Linked DNA regions of Manis pentadactyla: region 2 is linked to region 1. Evidence: chromatin contacts called from public Hi-C data. All regions are on one chromosome and are shown on one strand. The core of a region is the stretch at or near the end of the contact, and the rest is flanking DNA. Distances in the headings are between cores, read along the strand shown.

Region 1 (6,357 bases), core at 1,505-4,004:
ATTGGTCTTGTTCTGTCTATCAATACCATTAGCCTTATTCTGGGTTGAGGCAAATAGCCCCAGCTTGCTATTTGCAACCCAACCTGTTTGGCTGCTGTCCCTTAAGTTCCTGATTATGGGGTCCTTTTTGTCTGACTTTAAATCAGTAGAACACATTTTGCATGAATACAGACCTGTGTGTGTGTGTGTGTGTGTGTGTGTGTGTGTGTGTGGAACATCCCCATGTGGTTTCTTGCAGCACCCTCTCCAATGTAGCTCCTGTGGGTATTAATTTGAGGGATGTTGAATAGCATGTTACCAGGGGGTCTCCCAGGTGTGCTTCTGTTTTTTAACAAAGCTACCTAGACAAAGTGAGGCAAAGGCTACCAGAATTCCATTCCTGTAAACTAAAATTCCATAAGTGTAAATATCAGATTCTAAGGAAATAGGGTACTTAAAAGCCTACTTGCATGATTTCCTTAGGCCAGGAGAAACCTGAACATGCTTCCTTTTTTTCATGCTTGGGCCTAATATACAGCCTTATAGGCCATAGGCACTCCCCCAACATCCTATCATACATAAAATGTACCCAATGTTCCATGTGGGATATAATTTTTTGCTGTAAAAATTTATAGTATCCTTATGATATTGACTTGATCGTTCAAGTCACTTTGTGGTATCTAAGCCTATAGAGCTCAAAAGATAAAATCTGGCGCCATAATGCTTTGGGATAGAGGACTCTCAGCTCTCCCAACTCTGGGAACCCTCATCACCTGTAAATCCCACACCACTACTGCCCTTAGACTGGGGCTAATAGGGTCCCAGCTCTGGCCCCATGCTTTAAAGGCCCCACCTGGCCTCCTCTACCATGCTCTTCCCCATGGGCAAGGAATCTGCCTAGGGGAATTGCCCACCCCAAATCTTCACCCCTCTTTCCAGACCACACTGCAGGTTCTGGGATCCTGGAATCCCCTGCCCAGCCATCTCTGAGCCTGCTTCCAGAGCTCTCTAGGCCTCTTGGCTCGGTCTGCCCTCTGAAAGCTGCACCATGCTCCCTGTGTGCGCACTCCTAGCCCTAGGGTTTCAAGTGGTAGTTTCTTAGGAGTGTGTGGACAGAGCCTGGATGTGCACGCACAAGCTGGAATGTCCACATGTGTGTGAGTGCAGGATGGAGACACTAGTGAGAAGAAAAAAGGGTCAGGCCAAAGGCAGGGAACTGGCTTCCCCCATCCTGCCATGTCCATCCAGTATGGAGCTCTGACATGAAGTCTGAGAATTCTCAATTCAAATCTGGCATAGTTTTCAAGGTAGGAGTATAAAAAGTATTTAACAATCTATTAATTTGATTTATACTTTGAAATATTTACACATATGGTATACGGCCCTCCATCTTGTATTTTTGGCCCAAACTGTACAAAACTTAGGGGTGGGCCTTTCCCACACAATGCTTTACACCCTTTTCACTAAATGTTTAATACCTTTAAATGACATTTCAAATTTTTTTTTTTCAAATGAACTTGTGTCCAAACATAACTGAAGAAGAATTGTCTTCTTACTGCCAAAGCCTGGGATACACACAATGGCAAGAGCATTATGGTAATATAGTAGGTCATTTATTTCCCCTTTAAAATGTTTTTCTGGTTTAAAGATGTTTTGGCAGGATTTTATTTGAGGAAGAGATGAAGGGGAAGATACAGGTACAATTTATTAAGTGGCACACATTGCTAAATACTTGAAAGCAGTGTCATTTTAACTCCCCAAAATAGCCTTGTGAAAACGATTCTGTTCTCACTTTAGAGAGCAGGAAAAAAATGGTTGACGGATTTGAACTGGAGTTCAGAGACATGGGCATGACCAGGAGGGGCCTGAGAAAGGAGTTAAATGAACAGCTTCTTTCCCCAGTGACATGGGCTGGCATGTGAAGCACAAGGGGCTTCCCCAGAGGCTCAGCAGCTAAATGCTGAAGGGCAGTCATCAATCGTGAGCCCAGGCTAACTCAGGGATGTCAAGGAGAAGCAGGACAGCCTCTTAGGGAGCACTTTTGTAAAGTGGCCGGTGAGCATCGTTGTGAGAATGATATAAGAGATTATTGACTTTTAGTGAAGGGAGAGGCAGGTATGCTAAAGGTCTTGCCCTCAGAAGCACTGTCCTAGATTTGGAGCATGATTTTCAGACAACGTGACTTTTGAAAATCCCACCAGGATTCATGTAGGTGAACACTTGTTTCTGATTATCCAAATCTCAAATGCATTCTGTTTTACATATTAACACCATTTGGAGAGAGGGGGCATGATTTTAGTATACACTTAATTTTCCAGGAATGCATGTAGGTTCAAAGACAGAACTTTTACTGGGAACTCAATCCATTTAAAAAATCACATCATCAATAGCATCAGTTGTTATTATATTCACAATAGTTGTATGTGTGCTTAGCACTTATTTTTATATTTTGCTAATAAAGAAGTTCAACAGTATTCAGTTGAATATTGTTTTACATATCACACTTCATTATTAAACAGGTGTAGAATCTGTTTAGTTCACTGCCTTTTACTGTTTTGGTACTGTAATATTTTCATATTAAATACATATTATATAGTAGTTAATCATATTGCGTTTCTGAAATTGTATGTGAGAGAACGTTGTTAATGATTTTTTTCCTTCCAAGAGATAAAGGGGTCCTGAGGACGTACTTATTTGCCAAGGGGCCATTTCCGACCGAGCCGGCCCCACCACGTGACGCGCACCCTGCCCCCGCCAGCGCCTTCCGCCACACTCAACATGGCGGCGGCGACCCGCCGAGACGCCTGAGCCGGTCACAAGGGGCGTGTTCCACTCCAGTCATGGCGGCCCCCGGACGGGCCGCTGGCAGTAGGGCTCTGGAAATGTGCGGTCTGGGGCGGATTTTGGAGGCGTTGAAGCTGCTGCTGAGCCCGGGAGGTGAGAGGACGGACTTCGGCGCCGGGCTGCACCGGGGCTCTCAGGGCCATCAGTCGTCAAGGGCCGCCCTGCCTCCCGCAGTGTGCGCCCCTCAGGCCTCCCCGCGCCCTCGGGACCCCGAGGCCGCCCCGCCCCGCGCCGGGGAGCTTTGGGTTTTGTCCAGCCTAATACATTTGAGGCTCAAGTAGGGGATGGGACCCATACCAACGCCTCGTGAGCGCTTACCTGGTACCAGACGTTGTGTCAAGCGCCTTGGGTAACATGCTTTCCTTCAGTCCTTACTGCAGCCTTCCAAGGTAGGGCTGCGGAAGGAGCTTCCGCGAGGGTAGGCGCTCGTGCTGTGCAACGTGAGGGCCCAACTTCTGGAGGACCCAGGGTCCGTGTGGACACCGGAGATTTGTACAGTGCTGAGGAGTCCAGGAAAAGGAAGCAGTGGCGTTGGAGCTGGGTTTGGGGAGAGCATGTAGGGGTTCACAGTCTGTGGGAGAGATTTACAGTCACTGTTAATCTTAACGTGGTGGGCTGACAAGATCTTCCCAATCTAGAATCTGAAGGGATCTTGGGAGTGGTTTAGCCTGGCACTCACCATTACAGCTGAGTACACCCAGGGCTCACTGAAGAGATTTAAGTAACCTGCCCCAATCAAGTGGTCACATTAGGCGTAGCACGCAGACCCAGAACCAAGGTTTACCGAAGTCCCTTCTCAGTATGGTGGCTCTGATGTTACCCGAAGCTTTGAGAAAGGACACAATTGAAATAGGACCGTGTGTCATAAATTGGACTGTATATTTTGGAGGAAGGAATTTGTAGGGCGAGCAAAGGTACCTGAAGGGCTGTGAGGTGCGGTTCCAAGTTTTGAGATACATCCCCAAATTACAAAAACTCCTGCAAACATTATACGGTACCTGAGGGAAGTGAAATCAGTAATAATAATAATTGAGTGCCTACTAAGTATCAGTCCCTATAGTATGCTGTTGATGTGTACATACCACTTAACCCTCACAGCAATCCCAATTGATAGGTGTTACTTGTATTCCGTTTGCCAGAAGAAGGAACCAGGACTCAGGAACATTGGAAATTGTTCATTGTGAGTCTATTAGCTGGTAGAGCTAGGATTTGAACTTGGGCACCTTCCACTATAGTATGATAACTGTACTCCTCCCCAGTGAAGAAAAATAAACTGCAAAATACCATTTTAACTTGCTAATCAAGAGGTCACTTGTCTAGCAACTGCAACTATTTAAAACAACTGAGAACAAGGTAAAAAAAACAAAAAGTCTGGAAGTAATCATGTATCAAAGCACATAGACATAAAGCACTTTTATAGAAGACCCTCCCTATAGCTCTAAGAGTATGTGGTGGAGTTACATGCATGTACTATTTAACTTACAAGAATTCAATTCAGTTTATTCATTCCTATTTGAAAAAGTAGTGTAAGTACTGTGATAAAATAATATCATTTGCACATATAGTCTATTATATATTGTATGCATGTGCCTTCTGTTTGATCATATCTGAGGGGCATTAAAAAACACCTGAGCACGAGTACTGAGCTGTCACTGGTGGACAAAGGTGTTCAGGAGACAGGGTGAAAGTATTGGTTAAAATTACATCTCACTGGATTAAACATTTTTGATTTCTCTTTAAGTTGACTACCTTCGAGGTAATTACTGAGAATCAACTTTGTATAGTATTCTGTCCTCAATGCTACAAAGATACATCACAACTTGGGCTCTCAAGCATCTTGTCTGGGGAGATGGTATTATACATATACTCAGTATGGCAAGAGAACCCTAGTGGCGAGTGAATAGTACAGTTAGTAGTTGGGTATAGGAATTGTACAGGGGTGTGGTGGCTGTGGAAGGCTGCAAGAGGAAGATGTCTAGGTGGGACTTACATAAACGAACAAGATACCAACAGTTTTTCACTGTTGAGCCTTCAAAGTTCTGCTACATTAAGCATTTTCTCTTCCCTTGCCTTCCATTTCTATTCTCAGTCCTAGGGCAAATACAAATAGTATCTACACTTCCATTGTTAGAAATTGTGTTCAGCAGAATTTGAAAAGGGTTTGTCAATTTAGTGAAGTTCTGTTAGTACAAAATGGAGGACATCTCAGCAACAGTTTTCTAAAAAATAACTTCTGTACTAAATATAGACTCACTCAACTCTTTCATTAACTTTGAATTAATGGGGGGTGTGGGAGAGCTGGAAATTCTGATAATTTGTAAATAATGAAGCTGTATCACATTTATTCTTGCATGCCATATTGCTTTGAACTTTGAATTTCATAAAATGTACCATACACATTGTGAAGTCTGCTTTTAAATGTCACAAAGCATAGATATTTAAATTGGTGATTAGGAAGAATAAATCATGCTGTTCATGAGGGCAGCATTCCTGAAGTGTGATAGGGATGGATGGGTTTAGGTGGTAATAGAGAAATATTTTGAGGCTGAATAGTGGAGTGGAGTGATCGAGAGCCTGGGCTCTGTCCAGACTGCCCTGAGTTGAATATGCCCTGGGGCAAACAGCTTACCCATAGCCTTCTCATTTGGGAAGAAGAATGTTACAATACCTAACAGAGTTGTGAGGTTAACTTAAATACTTAATGCACTTAGAACAATGTATTAGCTACAGGTAATATGTTTTAAAACATGATTTAATTTGAAGAAGTAATTAAATGAATAAAGCAAATGAAAATACAGTTAGTACTCAGATAAATGGCAAAAATTGTGGAAAGAACTATGTGAGTGAAATTTGGAAAGTATCGTTTTAAGGCAGCAGATCTAAAACTGGCCTTAGCACTCTTTTCACTCAAAAATTGAGAACTTAAATGAGTTTTTCTATGGGTTACACATATCAGTATTTGTTATATTAGAAATTAAGACCTTAAAGAGAAATCTTTTAAATTTATTTAAAAATAACAATAACAAACCCATTTTGCATAATGACATTTTTAATGAGAAATATATTTTGAAAAAGAACTTATCAGGAAGAGTGGCATTGTACATTTTTGCAAATTATCCTGTCTGGCTTGTTAGAAGGCAGCTGGATTTTCATATTTGCTTTTCCCTACAATCTGTCATGATAGGTTGTTTTGATTGTAGTAGATGCAGGAAATTTAGACTCTCATAGATACGTAGTTGGAAAAGGGAGGAGGATTCAATCACCTTTTCAGGTAGTTGTGTATATTCTTTTATAATATACTCAAACGCAATAATAGGTAATTTCTTAAAGGTTGATTGCAGTATGGAATCTGAACTGATGCACTTTTCATACTTGGTATACTTATGAGATAATGAGGGCATAAAAGGCAAATGTCTTAGTATTAGTACAGAAATAGTTTTGGCTCTATAGACTCCCTGGGAATCTGGAACCCCCTTAAAACCTGAGTCCCATATACCAGACTTTTGAAAACTGCTTTAAAGGGATGCCTTTGTT
Region 2 (6,357 bases), core at 2,020-4,519, 400 kb after region 1:
AAATTACTGATCTGATTCAGAATCATAAAGCCTAGATATGCTCCATATGCCAGCCCACAAAAAACCTAACTTTGGTGCCTTAATTCCCCTTTTCGCTCCTACACTTATTCTCCCGTCCCCAGCAATGGCAGCACTACTGCAGAACTGAGGGTTTCTCAGAATCTGTTTTCAAACAGTCATCCAAGGAGAAATCAACAATGGGTGATTGAGTGAGATGGGAAGGCAGTCCTGTTTCCTGCCACCAGAAACAGCTGCTCAGCACAGAGCTTCCTTCAGGAGAGGGAGCTTTCTCTGGAAAGCTCTGCTTTGCCAATGTCTGGATGGCAGGCTCATGAAAGACAGGAGGACCAGGAAAGCTGAGTAGGAAGAACAAAGGGAAGGTGAGCACAGCAAGTGGATCTCAACCCCAGCCCTTGCTGTGGGCTGGATTGGGTCCCACTGAATTCAAGAAGACACGGCCTCCAAAGAGGTGACTCAGTTAAAATGAGGCCTTTAGGGTGGGCCTCAGTCCAATCCTTGTAAGAAGAAACTTGGACACACAGAGATCCGGGGTGCATGCGTACAGAGGAAAGATCCTGTAAAACACAGCAAAAGCGTACTTCTCTGCAAGCCTAGGAAAGAGGCCTCAGCAGAAACAACCCTGCTAACACCTTAATCTTGAACTTCTGGCCTCCAGAACTGCAAGAATGTGTGATGATGACCTCTTCACTCCATCTTACCCTCCTGCTCCCATGGTCGCCCCTTGAACTGTGTTACTGCTGAAATAGAGCCATTTCTGAAATCAGTAACTGACACATCCCTGTGTGCTCCCACTGTGACTACCTGTTGGTCCTTACAAGTCCACTGTCTCTTACTTTCTCCCTATTCACCTTCCACCTTACCCAGTTCCCAGTCCATAGACTACCACTGCAGCACCACACTCGCTGAACCTGGGAGTTCCCTGCTGCTCTGCCTTCATAGCAGCTGCCTGGATGAACCATCTTCCTGCACCTTCTGGACAGCTGAGTCTTGGGGAGAAAGATGCAAGGCAAACTGGTACCTCTGTACACTTACAGAGGTTGCCAACCTTTACCAGGCTTGCCCTTAACACTGCTCATTTCTGGTTCACTTGAAATTATGTCCAACCATGTTTAACTCTCCTCAAACCCCAGGCCTTCCACCTCTCTCTCTCTCTCTCTCTGTCTCTCAGCAGATTCTCTTTCCTTCTAATTCACTGAGAAAATAAAGGTACTCTCCCAACTTCTTGCTACGCATCCATCTTCGCTCCTAAAGCCAGCCACCCTATTTGACCTCATTCCCACTGATTAGCCTTCTTATGGAGATCCCTTCTATTGGTTTTTTAAACATGCTCATCTTTTCTCCCAGTAACAACTACCAAAAATCTTTCCCTGGGCCCCACAACTTCTGCAGCTATTGCTCTAGGCCTCCTTTCTTTTCCCCAGACATTTTGAGAGGTGTGTCTCCTCAGGGACTGCATTTGCTCATGTCCCCTCCCACAGGGTCCACTGCAGTATGACTTCTGCCTCCATCATTTGACCAGAACATCTCTGGCTGAGGTCGTCGGTGTCCTTCATGTCACGGTCTGCCTTCTCAGCTGCATGAGGTACTGCACTCCCTCTCCTTATTGACACCCCTCCCCTGACTCCTAAGACACCTGGCTGGCTGTCCTACCTGTCCAGCAGTCTTTCTGAGGTTTTGCAGGCTCATCCTCTGGTCAGCCAGCAAACCTCCCAGCTCTGTCCCAGATGCCTGCCTCGCCCACCCTACCCTCCAGTCTTCCCTGGGAGATCTCATCTGCACAGCTTCCATTTCCACCCATACCCAGAGAGGTGCACCTTCAACTGTCATCTTTCTTCTAGTTGCAGATGCATGTATCTAACTGACACATGATGTTTCAACAGTACCTCAAACTCATCATCTTCCTCACTCCCCACCCCTCCAACCTGGTCTTGGTTCAGAATTCCCCATGTCAGTATCACCACTATCTGTCCAGGTGCTGAAGCCAGCAAACCAGGAATCATCCCTGTCCCCTCCTGCCCTTCACCATACCTCATCTCTATCCATTTCCACGTGCATTGATTTGTTTTCCAAAACCTCTGTTTTGTGCACATCTTTCCATGGCCCTCCCAGTCCAAGCTTTCCTTGCTCTCCTGGGTTATGGAAATACTTCAAAGGCAATAGCCACCCCATCCCTGCAATCTGCTCTGTATGCCAGAGCTACAGTCATCCATCCAAAAACAGTTTCTCACCGTTCTTAGGATAAAACCCCAAACCTTTACCACAGCCAAATGTCCTGGCCCCTGCCCAGCTCCCCAGTGTCATTCACAACAGACTTCGACTTGCTTTCTGCTCTCTGGCTATTTGAGCCTTTGTCCAGTTTCTTAAACGCCGTCAGTGGCCTCCTCAGGCCTCAGGGCCTTTGCACAGGCTGTTCATCACCCTGGAGTGCTCATCCTCTCTCCCTGATCCTTCAAACCTCCACTTAAATGAGAGCCTTTCCTGACCCCCTAATTGTGGGCAGGCTGCCTGTGAGATGCTTACACAGCACATGAGCCTTTACATACAGGCCTCATCATACTTATCCCATAATCTTTCCTAATGAACAGCATCTTTCTCCCTCAAACCATGGGCTCCCTTAGAGCCGCTTTGATCATTGTTGAATCTCCAGAAATTAGCAGGGCGCTCGGCACATAGCGGCTATCCTGATTAAATATTGCTGGACGAACAAGTGTGAACAACCCATCTGCTATACTGAAGTTCACGGGGGTAAAGTCCCCGGCTTTGGAGGTTTAAGAAAACCACTTTCTAAAGAGAAAAGTATAAGGGTTAATATTTAAAACAAAACTGACTTTAGACCCACCAGCGTCATAATAGAAATCACCATGGACTGAGCCTCCACTGTGGGATACACTATGTTTACATTAGCTCATTCATTTCCCCAAATGCCAGACAAGGTAGATACCAATTATTAGCATACCCTGTTAAACATCAGGAACCCAAAGCTGTGGGAAATTAGGTTTACTTTGTAAGTTAAACTGTCCTGTAGGGGCTGATGCAATAGAAGCGGGGGTCTAGGACTAGAGCATTGCTACCCAGCCCTGCCTCAGTCCACCCCCACCTCCCCTGCCCTCCTCCTCCCGGCCCCGCCCCTCCTCCTCCCGGCCCCGCCCCGGCCCTAGCTGCGGCTGCCCCCAGGGCGGGGGAGCGGTGCCTGCAGTACCCTCCGTGGCCGCGCGGGGCAGCCTCGCGGCTCGGGCCTGGCCGCTCTGCGCCGCGCTGCTCGCTCGCCCTCGGACTCGGCTCCGGCTGCCAGCGGCCGCCCTGCCTGCGCCCAGCTCCGATTCGCCGGGCTCCCCGCGCCGGACCCAGCACCTCGGCTCTCCCGGGCCGGACCGAGGCCGCAAGCAGCGCCGCGGGGTGCGGGGCGGACCCAGGAGATGAAATGACAACGTCAACCCTCCAGGTACCTCGGTGCGGCTGGGCCCAGCTTGCGGAGGCCGAGAGAGGCGCGACGGGGCCTAAGGGCCGGCACCCCGGCGGGCAGCCGAGCGGCCTCCCAGCACCTCGGCCTCGCGGTACCCGCCCCGCCTCCGCCTCCGCCCGTTTCTGTTTTCACGCGCTCGGAGCCAAGGGCCGCCTCCCGCCCCCAACGTGCGGCCCCTGGCCGAGCCGAGCCCTGAGACCGCTACATGCAGCCCCCGCCCCTCGACCGCCCCGGGCATCGGCCACACCGGGCCTCCCAGGCGCCGCTCTGGAAGCTCGGGCCCGCGGTCTGACTCCTCTCTCTCCCTCGAGGAACTGCCTCCCCTTGAATAAGCCCCCTCTGTTGCTCCGGTTTCCTCTTCTCGGTCAACGACCCTTCATTTATTCCCTAGATCGTGCTGGGTGGGCTGGGGTGGCGCGACCTGGATGCATGACTGACCCATCCGCCAGGTGCTGCCAGTCCGGCTGGGCCGGAAAAACATAAACGTGCTCCGGCCTCAGACCTGGGTTTCTTTATGGGCTCTGCCACTCACGAGCATGTGACCTTGGGCTAGTTATTTGATCTTGGAATTTCGGGTTTCCTGTCAGTAAAATGGGTTAATACTCATTAGAGTTGTTGTGACAGTGGCTCTAGTTTGAGTAATTCAGGTAAAGCATTCTTAACACAGTATCTTTTACCTAGTAAGTGCTCAGTAAGTGATGGCAGGTGAAGTTGCTTGGGAAGTTAAGCAAGACTTCATGGAAGAAGGGCATTTGGGGGATCAGCAAAGGATGGAAGGATGGGTTGTAATCACATACCTGGAGGTAGAGAAGGGATGGTTACTGTAGATAGAGGAAAGAGTGGAAACAGGCATGGAATAAGTTGGGGTACTAGCCTAGGAAGTAGCTGGAGGTACAAAGCCAGACCCCACCATCCACCAGCAGGTCTGCCTTCACAGGGTTGGGGAAACCATGGCTTGCAGATTCCCCCTGCCCCATTTTTGTATGGCCTGTGAGCTGATAAGAATATTTTTTCACATTAAAAGAAAAACAGCTTTATTAAGATAAAACTCACATACCACACAAATCACCTATTTAAAGTGCACAATTCAATGTTTTTAGTATATTTACAGAGCTGTTCAACCATCCCTACAGTCACTTTTAGAACACGTAAGTCATCCCAAAAAGAAATCCCACTTCCTTTAGCCATCATCTCCTAAGCCCTCTATTCCTCCCCAACCACTAAATCTACTTTTTGTCCCTATGGATTTGCCTATTCGAGGCACCTCAGGTAAGTGGAATCATATACTATATATGGTCCTTTGTGACTGGCTTCTCTCACTTAACATGTCAGAGGTTTTTAAAGAGGCTGAATAAAGGATATTTTGTGACATGTGAAAATCATGAAATTCAAATTTCAGTATCTATAAATAAAGTTTTATTGGAACACATCCCTGCTCATTTGTTTATGTATTGTCTATGGCTGCTTCTGGACTACAAAGGCCAAGTAGTTGCTACAGAGATTATATAGCTAAGAAAGCCTGAAATACTTACCATGGTCCTTTACAGAAAGTTTGCCGGCTCGTCTTCCTCCTCTACCCCTTTCTCTCATCCTCATTCTTTGCCCTGTGTGTTACTAGAGATTCAGCAGGGCTGGCAGTTCGTTTGTCACCTTTCCCTCGTGTTAGGCAAAACTATTCCCCCTCCAAATTGCAGCTGAGGTCTCTTGCATGTGAAAAACTGTATGTGCTAATGTGTTCTTAGGTACATAATAGAGAATCTAGAAGGAGGGAGGGGATGGGTCTGCTCTGCCCAATGGGGGGCAGAGCCTACCTGGAGTATTGTTCTGTGCCCTACCTTTCAAAAGGACAGACCCAAGCAAGAAGGCAAACAGAGTGAGAATGTCCAAGGAAATGGGGGTGTTTGTTCTGGAGAAGAGAAGGCACTGGGGGTAGGAGCATCCCTTTCACATCTCTTGGGAAGGGCCTTCATGGGTGAGAGAGCAGACAAATAAAGCTTGTGCTTAAGCCAGTCATCCAAGAAGGCTCAGGGCTCCTAGCCATTCTCTGTTTGTAGGTAGAGGAGGGAGCTGACGCTTGAAAATATCCAACACTGTTACCTTTCATGTCTTCAACCTGGTGAGTTCATTTAACATGACCTGGCCTAACCTGCCCCAGTCTGTTTTTTAGAGCTATCTGTGTCTTTCGTTGTGAGACTTACTAACTTCCAATGAGGAAGGGCTGCACAAATGCCCAGGCCCTGCCAAGAGCTGGTCAGGAGGCTTATTGTTCACTATGGATGGAACTGTATGTATATAGCGGGATCTGCCTGCTTGGTGTCTAGTGCTATATCAGCTTGAGGAGGATAATTCTGGAAATAACTTCCTGGGTTGGTGAAGCCATGGTTTCTAAAAGTGGGTATGTAGGTGTGGGGCAGCTGTCTGAAAGATCCAGCCTACTTGACATTCCAGTCTAGTACACAGGAATACAGAATGTATGAGATTCACAAAGACACTCTCATAGAGTTCTTAGAAGGTTCCAGAGGCCCATTCCCCTGAATTGGTAGCACATATATGCCTCTAGAATAAGCAAGCTTACTGGCAATGTCTCTCTTCCTCCCAGAGCTACTGATGTGTTGACTCATGTGGCTAAGCATCCCTTCCCTAGGTATCAACTTTAGGAAACTCTTCTCAGCCTCAATAAGCAAGTAGGGCTGGTAGAAGGAAGTAGTGATCCCTTTAAGTCCATCTCGTAAAACCCAGGTCAATGAGGGACTTTCTTAGCCTACTGGCTCTTTTCTGGTGCTCAAGGTTAAGTACGGTCTCTGGTTTCCATGCTGAGCAACACAGAAATCAGTTGGTTCTGGTGTTTCCCCTGTTCCAGGCTCTGCATCCAG

What was found. Hi-C and Micro-C count contacts between places; a contact is called where the count stands out from the background.
Region 2: a Hi-C map of fibroblasts shows a contact between it and region 1, with 6 times the contacts expected there. The contact joins the promoter of VPS4A here to the promoter of TANGO6 in region 1. A contact is called at or near these places in 2 of 3 Hi-C or Micro-C datasets (fibroblasts and skin fibroblasts).

Annotation. Positions count from the first base shown.
Region 1 is chr15:56,340,561-56,346,917 of mManPen7.hap1, forward strand. TANGO6 (transport and golgi organization 6 homolog) reads left to right here and starts at 2,755. Exons shown (of 19, transcript XR_008994009.1): 1 at 2,755-2,916.
Region 2 is chr15:56,736,326-56,742,682 of mManPen7.hap1, forward strand. It overlaps VPS4A (vacuolar protein sorting 4 homolog A), which reads left to right and starts at 3,270. Exons shown (of 11, transcript XM_036897738.2): 1 at 3,270-3,463. The coding sequence starts at 3,443.